2 separate regions of the Triticum aestivum genome follow, and region 1 is linked to region 2. The links are chromatin contacts, called in public Hi-C maps. All regions are on one chromosome and are shown on one strand. The core of a region is the stretch at or near the end of the contact, and the rest is flanking DNA. Distances in the headings are between cores, read along the strand shown. Region 1 holds the start of LOC123079734 (aspartic proteinase PCS1). Region 2 holds the start of LOC123079731 (probable protein S-acyltransferase 16).

What was found. A called contact is a pair of places that touch in the nucleus more often than the background predicts.
Region 1: a contact with region 2 is called in a Hi-C map of leaf, with 5 times the contacts expected there. The contact joins the promoter of LOC123079734 here to the promoter of LOC123079731 in region 2. A contact is called at or near these places in 3 of 5 Hi-C or Micro-C datasets (all in leaf).

Annotation. Positions count from the first base shown.
Region 1 is chr3D:467,534,388-467,539,002 of IWGSC CS RefSeq v2.1, reverse strand. It overlaps LOC123079734 (aspartic proteinase PCS1), which reads left to right and starts at 2,118. Exons shown (of 1, transcript XM_044502529.1): 1 at 2,118-3,678. The coding sequence starts at 2,244. The coding sequence ends at 3,545.
Region 2 is chr3D:467,072,334-467,077,341 of IWGSC CS RefSeq v2.1, reverse strand. It overlaps LOC123079731 (probable protein S-acyltransferase 16), which reads left to right and starts at 1,629. Exons shown (of 7, transcript XM_044502526.1): 1 at 1,629-2,049. The coding sequence starts at 1,774.

The DNA of each region.
Region 1 (4,615 bases), core at 869-3,368, 460 kb before region 2:
GGAAGGGGATTCTGTCATCTGGCCTCACACTTCTTGTGGTAGATTCTCGATAAAATCCCTGTACTTGCGGTTGATTTCTAGTCTCCCCACCAATAGATTTAAACCAGTGTGGCTTGCTAGGGTGCCGCCCAAAATCAAGATCTTCATGTGGCAAGCCACCAGAGGCAAACTCCCGGCGCCCGACCAAATCTGGAAACGTAATGGTCGCAATGGCCCCGGCTCGGTCCATTGCGCTCTCTGCTTGGCTCTTGAGGACTCGAATCACATCTTTTTTGGGTGCGTCCTGGCAAGGTTGGCCTGGTGTTGTATTTGATCTTGGATGGCGGTCTCATGGGACCCTACCTCCTTTGTTAAGCTATGGCCGCTGGCTGCGGGCCTTGTGGGGCAGCACAGACGTATTTTCTGGGTGGGGTCCTCGGCGCTATGTTGGGCAATGTGGACTACTAGAAATAAATTCAATATTGAAAGTATTTTCCCTAACAGGCCGGCTGATTGCTTTTTCAAAATGATTATCTTCTTGCAGTAGTGGAAATCATTGACTAAGTATGCTGATCGGGCCGCACTGGAGTTGCTGATATCTAGGGTGCGATCTTCTGCTTCTTCTCTGGCCCAGCCTCATGGCGTCAACTGATGTTCGGATACTCGCCTGTTGCTCCTGACTTTTCTAGGCTTTGTAGGTTGTTGGCCTGCGTGCCACAGTTACCTGGCCTGCGTGCCACCAGTAATGCCTTTCGTACTCTCTGCCTTTCGTTGCTGAAACCTGTTGTTTGGTGTTGGGACTCTGCCTGATGACTTTATAAAGTCGGGCGTATGCCTTTTCTCTAAAGAAAAGTTATCCCTCCGGTCTAGATTAAAGAGGACCCGTGTAATTCGGGTTAAAAAAGTATGAGCCATATGCCCAAAAGTTATACCATTAGACCATGGGGTTTGCATTTGAAACATGTCTTCAATGGTATACATTCTATGGAACATAACTTATATTTCTCTGGTTAAATCGGTGGTCAAATTTTAACTCATGTTCCCATGATTTTTTTTCAATTGCACCGTAGATACTCCATGAAAAAGCTAGTACAACACCGGAAGTCCATAACAAATCAGCGACAATTAATATGGGTCAGAGAGAGTAACTTTTTTCAACTCAAAGGTATATAAACGCATTTTAGTGTGTTTGTTCACTCATTTCAACATACTGAAATATCTTAAAGTGAATGGAGTAGCTCATAACATCATGGTTAAATCGGCCGTTTAAATTTGACTGAAAATAGAGGAGGCCTACCGGTCCAGAGAATCCGACCGTGTGAGCTTCCACGAAAAGTTTTCCAATTACTCCGTAGATACTGTGCTAGTACTGCACGCGTTATTACTGCTGCAGTAAAACCTCAGCACTGGCGCGTACTCCGACTTAAAATGTCTCTGACCACCCAGCTGGCGCTCCGTGGTTCCAAAGATAGAAGACGACAGGTGCAAAGAACCCCGGCTGCCTCCCTGCGACAGTGACCCCCCGCGGCCTCCCTTCCGTCCGTCAGTCGTCACCACCACTCCACTCCACTCGGGACTGAGATCCAGTGCCTTTATCGAGTGAAGTCATGCTGCAACTTTACCCTTCTAATCTTCATTCAATCCATATCCTACGGTCCAGATCACACAAGGGGAAAGGCTCTCAACACTTAGCAGTTTTCAGCATAGTTTTTGTATAGATGATTACTCAACATTGACACTTATTGCTGTAGCATTCGGACATTATGCGCTGCAGCCTTTTAATATCAAGTTCTACTGGATTTAGTGTCAACTGCAATTGATTTATTCCACTTTGATTGCATATGCACTACTGTATAACCAAACCAAATTTTGTTTTATAGTCTGCTCATGAGTATCTGCAGTTCTTTATTTTTTGGATTTCAATCTGTTCAAATAAAACTGAGTTCAAGTGCCACTGCATCGTTGTTTGCAGCTTATTGATGTTTGCTGCTATCCTGAAAACTGCTAAGTGTTGAGAGCCTTTTCCCTTGTGTGATCTGGACCGTAGGATGTGGATTGGATGGAGATTACCAGGGTAAAGTTGCAGCATGACTTCACTTGATAAAGGCACTGGATCTCAGTCCCTCCACTCGCCACTGCGCGCTCGCGTCGCCACCCCATAAAATCCACCCCGAACCAAAACCCCACACCGGAATCCAACAACACAAGCATTCACATGCACGCGTAGGTCCCGGCCTTCGCCTGCTCCCATCCCAACCACCGCCATGCCTCCCCCGCTGCTCGTCTTCGTCCTGTTCGTCCTGCTTGCCGCGCCGTGGCCGTCCGAGGCGGGGGCGAGGCCGCAGCTTTTCGCGCTGCGGGCGCGCCAGATGCCGGCCAGGGCGCTGCCGCGGCAGCCCAGCAAGCTGCGGTTCCACCACAACGTCAGCCTCACCGTCTCGCTCGCCGTCGGCACGCCGCCGCAGAACGTCACCATGGTGCTCGACACCGGCAGCGAGCTGTCCTGGCTGCTCTGCGCGCCGGCGGGCGGCGCCAGGAACAAGTACAGCGCGACGTCCTTTCGGCCGAGGGCCTCGGCCACCTTCGCCGCCGTGCCCTGCGCCTCCGCGCAGTGCCGCTCCCGCGACCTGCCGTCTCCGCCGGCCTGCGACGGCGCGTCGAGCCGGTGCAGCGTGTCGCTCTCCTACGCGGACGGGTCCTCCTCCGACGGCGCGCTCGCGACGGACGTCTTCGCCGTCGGGGGCGGGCCGCCGCTGCGCGCGGCGTTCGGCTGCATGGCCTCCGCGTTCGACTCCTCCCCGGACGGGGTGGCGAGCGCCGGGCTGCTGGGCATGAACAGGGGCGCCCTCTCCTTCGTCTCGCAGGCCAGCACCCGGCGCTTCTCCTACTGCATCTCCGACCGCGACGACGCCGGCGTGCTGCTCCTGGGCCACAGCGACCTGCCCACCTTCCTGCCGCTCAACTACACGCCCCTGTACCAGCCGGCCCTGCCGCTCCCCTACTTCGACCGCGTCGCCTACTCCGTCCAGCTCCTGGGCATCCGCGTCGGCGCCAAGCACCTGCCCATCCCGGCGTCGGTGCTCGCGCCAGACCACACCGGAGCCGGGCAGACCATGGTGGACTCCGGCACGCAGTTCACCTTCCTGCTCGGCGACGCCTACTCGGCACTGAAAGCCGAGTTCACGCGACAGGCCAGGCCCCTCCTGCCCGCGCTCGACGACCCCAGCTTCGCGTTCCAGGAGGCGTTCGACACGTGCTTCCGCGTGCCCCAGGGGCGGACCCCGCCGGCGGCGAGGCTCCCGAGCGTGACGCTGCTGTTCAACGGCGCGGAGATGGCGGTGGCCGGGGACAGGCTGCTGTACAAGGTCCCCGGGGAGCGGCGCGGCGGCGACGGCGTGTGGTGCCTGACGTTCGGCAACGCGGACATGGTGCCCATCATGGCGTACGTGATCGGGCACCACCACCAGATGAACGTGTGGGTGGAGTACGACCTGGAGCGCGGCCGCGTCGGCCTGGCGCCCGTCCGCTGCGACGTGGCCAGCGAGCGCCTCGGCCTCCTGCTCTGACGAGATTTGGCGTTAACCATCCACGGTGTAAATTAGCAGTAGTACGTACGTGCCACCTTTCTCCGTTGTTAGACTGATCGAGCTGACAGGTTTGCATGTAAATATGGCAATGAACCTATCTATCTACCTGGAAGCTCCCTCTCTCTGCGCTTTTTTGACGTCCTTCGCAACCTGGATAAGTTCTGGTGCAGCATCAACATCGCCGTGTCGAGTCGCCTCGAATCGATGTGCTATATGCAACCTACGATTCATACAGGCATCAACCGCGCATGCTGGACTGGAGGTACAGACACGAAGCATCAGTGACGGCAGGTTGGGGTACCGTCTCGTCCCCTCCGAAAGGCACGTGACGGCGGTGCCACCTGGAGACGCTTTCGTCCGGGAAAACGGAATAGTGGCGAGCACCTTCGCAGTCATGGCGGAACAGAAGCGGAATGTTCAGGAGAGCTGCGATCGTGGGCTGCCTGCCGACACCGGTGATAAAGAAGCGGACCGACACGGGTTTGTCGCGACGATTACTAATACACCTACCGCAAGAAGGTTCCACTCGTATTAGATAGGTATATTTGTTTACGACTATAGTCAGTCGTCTCCTTTCTGCCTTGTTTGAATTTGATTTGACAAAATGCGCAAAGCTGCATCGAGCGTCGCAAAACAGGGTGCTTTGTGTCGCGCCATATGATAAGGATTCCGTTCTAGTACTACTGTAACATGGAAAAAGTATATGGACAGGCAGCAGTGAGGGGTAAGTTTAGAACATCGTGCCATGGAATGTGACCGCTGCTATGTCTGGCCTATGTCTATGGACAAAGGATGGCGTGTTGTATGAAATATGCGAGCAGTAAATTGTAAGTTTCGAACATTGAGATGCACTACGTACCCATTGGCAAAGGAGGAGATCGTTCAAATCGGACCAGGTAATGGCTAGGAGCCTGTGACTCGATCAGTGTAGGAGCAGTCATCTCTCGTTTAACTTTTTTTTTAAGTGAATTGCAAAAAACATCGACACTTCAGGCAAGGTTTGCAGGAACCACATATTTACGGAATTGTGCCAAAAAGCACTAATTTTT
Region 2 (5,008 bases), core at 380-2,879:
TTGCATGGAGAGTTGCAACTGATGGATTGCCAACATGGAAGAATAAACATAAGATAGGGCTTGAAACTACCAGTATATGCGCAGTTTGTGGCCTTGAGACTGAGGACAATTTTCATCCGTTTTTAAGATGTCAATTCGGTCGGGATTTATATATGGAAATGGCAAAAGTCTGGAAACTCCCTAATCTACAATCGATAGCCAATTGTGGGAAGGAGTGGTTATTGCAAGTTTTAGCTCCAAGGATTGAGATGGAGAGATGTATGCTGCTAATGATTTTCTGGAGAAGCTGGTTCGTACGTAATGAAGTGGTGCACCACAAACCGGCCCCGCCAATGGACGTGTCTGTCAGATTCCTGCGGAGCTACTTGGAGTCACTAATGGCAATCAAACATGATAATGGTGCCGATCCTGTTAAAGGTAAATCTTATATCAACATGGACACGGGAGGGCAGCCGGTTATACAAGTGACCAAGTCGCTTGGCTGGACCAAACCGAGCCAAGGCTGGACTAAACTGAACACTGATGGTGCTTTTGGTTCGAACGAAGATGCTGGTGCGGGTATGATTTTGAGGGATTCTTCAGGGAAGATTATCTTCTCAGCTTGCAGAGCTTTGTATTCATGCAGGGATGCGTTGGAGGCTGAGCTATGTGCTTGTATGGAGGGTTTATCTTCTTCGATTCAACGCAAAGTACATGCGATCGAAATTGAGATGGATTCTTCGGTTGCGGTGTCCATGATCACATGTGGGAGCACGGATCGCTCAATATATTCTTCCTTAGTGAATGAGATTAGGTTTTTATTGAATCTACATCAAACTTGTATTACTCATGTCGATCGTTCGCAAAATAAAGCGAGCGACAAGTTAGCTGCTTTTGGTCGTATTAATAATAGGACTATGACTTGGTTAGGGTCAGGTCCTCCAGAAGTTTTGGAGATAGTTGCTGAAGATTGTAATGATACTTTGAATGAGTAATACAAGTGTTGAGCCCGCAAAAAAAAAGGTTTGGCATTCAAACTTCATTGGTCAGAAGGGCAACCAAAACCCCTAAAACAGGCAATCAAAATGACCTTGGCCGAGCGCTCAAGAACGGAGGAAATGTGCGCCTCAAATACGTGAGGACCTTGATAAGTGCCATACATAAGGTACAAGCATATGACAACTCCGAACGTTTTTGACGATAAGTTTAGTGACACGAGGATGACAACTTTAGTTGCCAAACATGACAACTTTCGTGCGTGAGCTTATTTTTAACAGAAACTTGCCATATGTCACTAGAAATTGTCATCTTTACGTGACTGAAATTGTCATAAAAAACATCAAAACCAAAATACCATGCATCTCACATGTGACACTCATCTCACATGTGACACTAAAATTGCCGTACGTCACTGGAAATTGTCGACCTCACGTGACTGAAATTATCATAAAAAACGTAGAACCAAAATGCCATGCATCTGGTGACACTTATCATTTAGGATGATTTTACTCTGATTGCAAAGGCCGCAGCCGTGACGGCTACGCGAGCCAAAGCCGGACGCCTCCCCGGCAACCACATGGACCGCACGGCGCCGCACCGCGCTCCGGACGTCCACCTGCCTACCAACCGCAGCCCGCGTCTCACTCGCCGCTATACCGCCTGCCACCATCACATCGCACCCACACCGACCCGGCACGCCCTTTTCCCCGTCAGACGCCAGCAAGCTGCTTGCTTTGCTTCGGTTAGCTCGCTGCGCGGCGCCGCTCTCGGCCCTCCCGCGGCCAGGCTGCTCGGATGGCGGGGCGGCCGGGGTACGTCACGCTGCCGATAATCTCGGTGCTCGCCGCGATCGGGTACGTCTACTACACCGCGGTGTTCCTCGCGATCCCCGCGTGGCTGGGGCTCGCCACGGCGGCCGGGGTCGCCAACGTCGCGGCCTACACCACGCTCGCGCTCGCCTGCGTCGCCGCCTACGGCCTCGTCGTCACGCGCGACCCGGGCCGCGTGCCGCCCGCCTTCGTGCCCGACGTCGAGGACGCCGAGACCCCCCTCCATGAGATCAAGCGCAAGGTATGACCGGCCGCCAGCCTCCCTCTTCCCGCACCGGCACCGCACCCAGATCCCGCTTCGAAGATGGGATCTCTCCGGTGGCCCCTGTCTTCCGGTTACCGAATTAGGCCTCAGACATTTGGGGTCTTGGATTTAGATGTGGTAGAACATTACCTGGAAGCAAGATTCAGTGAGCTGGTGATTCCGTCTGTGGGGTTTGGATCTTTGAAGCGGAAGGCTGCTTTGCCATTTTTAGCTCAATCAGTCAATCTTGGTAACATCTCAGTGGGAGGTGGACTGGTGGATGTCCAAGTCCAAGATGGGTCTGACGAGTGTCCTGCTCTGCATCCTTGCACACTGACACACTGTACTTAGTGACGGTTCCAGGATTTCAGGATGGAGTACTTTGCAACCTAAAACATAGAAGTCCACAAAAACGAACATGGAAGTACAAACTGTTTACACAATGTCATATAGTTTATAATATAAGAAAAAAATTAGTAATCAATAAAAACTATAATTTTGACATGACAAGCAAGATATGATGGCATGGTGTCACCACTCACCATCTTTAACTTGCACAAAGAATTTATAGTGGCCAAATGTAACACATCAGTTTTTATATCACTAAACCCCTGTTCTATTTTTAGCCTATCTATCACACAGTTTATTACTCCGTATAATATACTCTGTTCACGACATTTTGGTAGTTGAATTTAAACTCCCAAAATGTCATACATTAGTGAACAGAGGGTGTCTTCAGCTCCAACTATAGCTATGGAGAGAATTAGTATTAGCACCATTTTAGGAAACCTGCGTTGTTCCCAGCATGCCGACAAGGAAAAACACAGCATCCCGACAATGAACCGCCGACAATTTCTTGAAGGATGTCGGAAGGATATACAAATCCATTCATCATAAAGGGGAGCACAATACTAAAAGACAAAATAAAAGAATGAACATAGATTTTTGTTCCCTATTTTCAAGAGCAAAGGTGACGCAACTGATCAAAATCTGAACCAATGTCGCCATCTGCTGCAGTTGTTAGTTCTGCCTCCTACCAGTGGGTCAGCTTGGATTTTATTTATGATTATGTCATGACCGGCACCAGTACCGCCAACGATAAACCCTGAAGAACAAGTGGGTGTCGTTAGTGGCAGACGTCAACGATTTGCTGATGTTTGGGTCTCGTGTGACCTGTAGTGGCAAGCAAGGTAATGATGGCATGGTGTACCACTCACCATCCTTAACTTGCACAAATAATTCACACTCACTAAATGTAACACAGCAGTCATTATATCATTAAACCCCTGGTCTGTTTTTAGCTTATTTATCACAGAGTCTATTACGTATAGTGTAAGTCTCAGCTCTAACTATAGCTATGGAAAGAATTAGTGTTAGCAGTAGCACCATTTTAAGAAGCCTGTGCTGTCCGGCACCAAAAGGAAAAAACACAGCGTGCCGACAATGAACCGCTACCAATTTCTTGAAGGATGTCAGATGGATATAAAAGTTCATTCATCATAAAGGGGAACAACATACTAAAAAACAAAGTAAAAGAATAAACATAGATTTTTTTTTCCATTTTCAAGTGCAAAGGTGACGCAACTGATCAAAAACATGAACCAATGTCGCGACCAGCTGCCAGTTGTTAGTTGTGCCTCCTACCAATGGGTCAGCTTGGATTTTATTTATGCTTATGTCATGACCGGCACCAGTACCGCCAATGACAAACCCGAAGAACAAGTGGGTGTCGCTAGTGGCACAGGTTAACGATTTGCTGACGTTTGTGTTTCGTGTGACCTGTAGTGGTGTGTGTTATATCCGATTATTCAACAGGTGGATCTGAGTCGTAAGGGAAGGATATATAACTCCTTTTGTCTTTACTCTCAAGAAATGAAAAGAGAGATTTGTTTTTTTTTCTTAGGCTTGGTGAGCCAACGTAAAAACTCAGCCACTCTTATGGAGATGAAACCCAAAAGATTTTCGTTGGGGCATAACCCTCTCAGCGACGCGCCACATCGGAACCCGGGTGTGGTGGCAAATGGGCAAGGGACGGGCCAAGATCCGAGAGAGGAAGACGAGGGATATTGGCCAAGTCAAATGCATCAAGGACGGAGCAGACCAACCGTGAAGGACGAGGAGATTAAGCATAGATGGCGGGAGTAATTTGACAAGCTGTTCAATGGGGAGAATGAGAGTTCTACCATTGAACTGGACGACTCCTTTGATGAGACCAGCATGCGTTTTGTGCGGCGAGTCCAGGAGTCCGAGGTCAAGGAGGCTTTAAAAAGGATGAAAGGAGGCAATGTGATGGGCCCTGATTGTATCCCCATTTAGGTGTGGAAAGGCCTCGGGGACATAGCGATAGTATGGCTAACCAAGCTTTTCAACCTCATTTTTCGGGCAAACAAGATGCTAGAAGAATGGAGGAGTATATTAGTACCATTCTTCAAGAACAAGGGGGATGTTCACAGTTGTACTAATTACCGTGGAATTAAGCTGATGAGCCATACAATGAAGCCATGGAAGAGAGTCATTGAGCACCGCTTAAGAAGAATGACAAGCATGACCAAAAATCAGTTTGGTTTCATGCCTGGGAGGTCGACCATGGAAGCCATTTTCTTGGTATGACAACTTATGGAGAGATACAGGAAGCAAAAGAAGGACTTGCATATGGTGTTCATTGACTTGGAGAAGGCCTATGATAAGATACCGCGGAATGTCATGTGGTGGGCCTTGGAGAAACACAAAGTCCCAGCAAAGTACATTACCCTCATCAAGGACATGTACGATAATGTTGTGACAAGTGTTCGAACGTGTGTGTCGACACTGATGACTTCCCGATTAAGATAGGACTGCATCAGGGGTCAGCTTTGAGCCCTTATCTTTTTGCCTTGGTGATGGCTGAGGTCACAAGGGATATACAAGGAGATATCCCATGGTGTATGCTCTTTGCGGATGATGTGGTGCTAGTTGA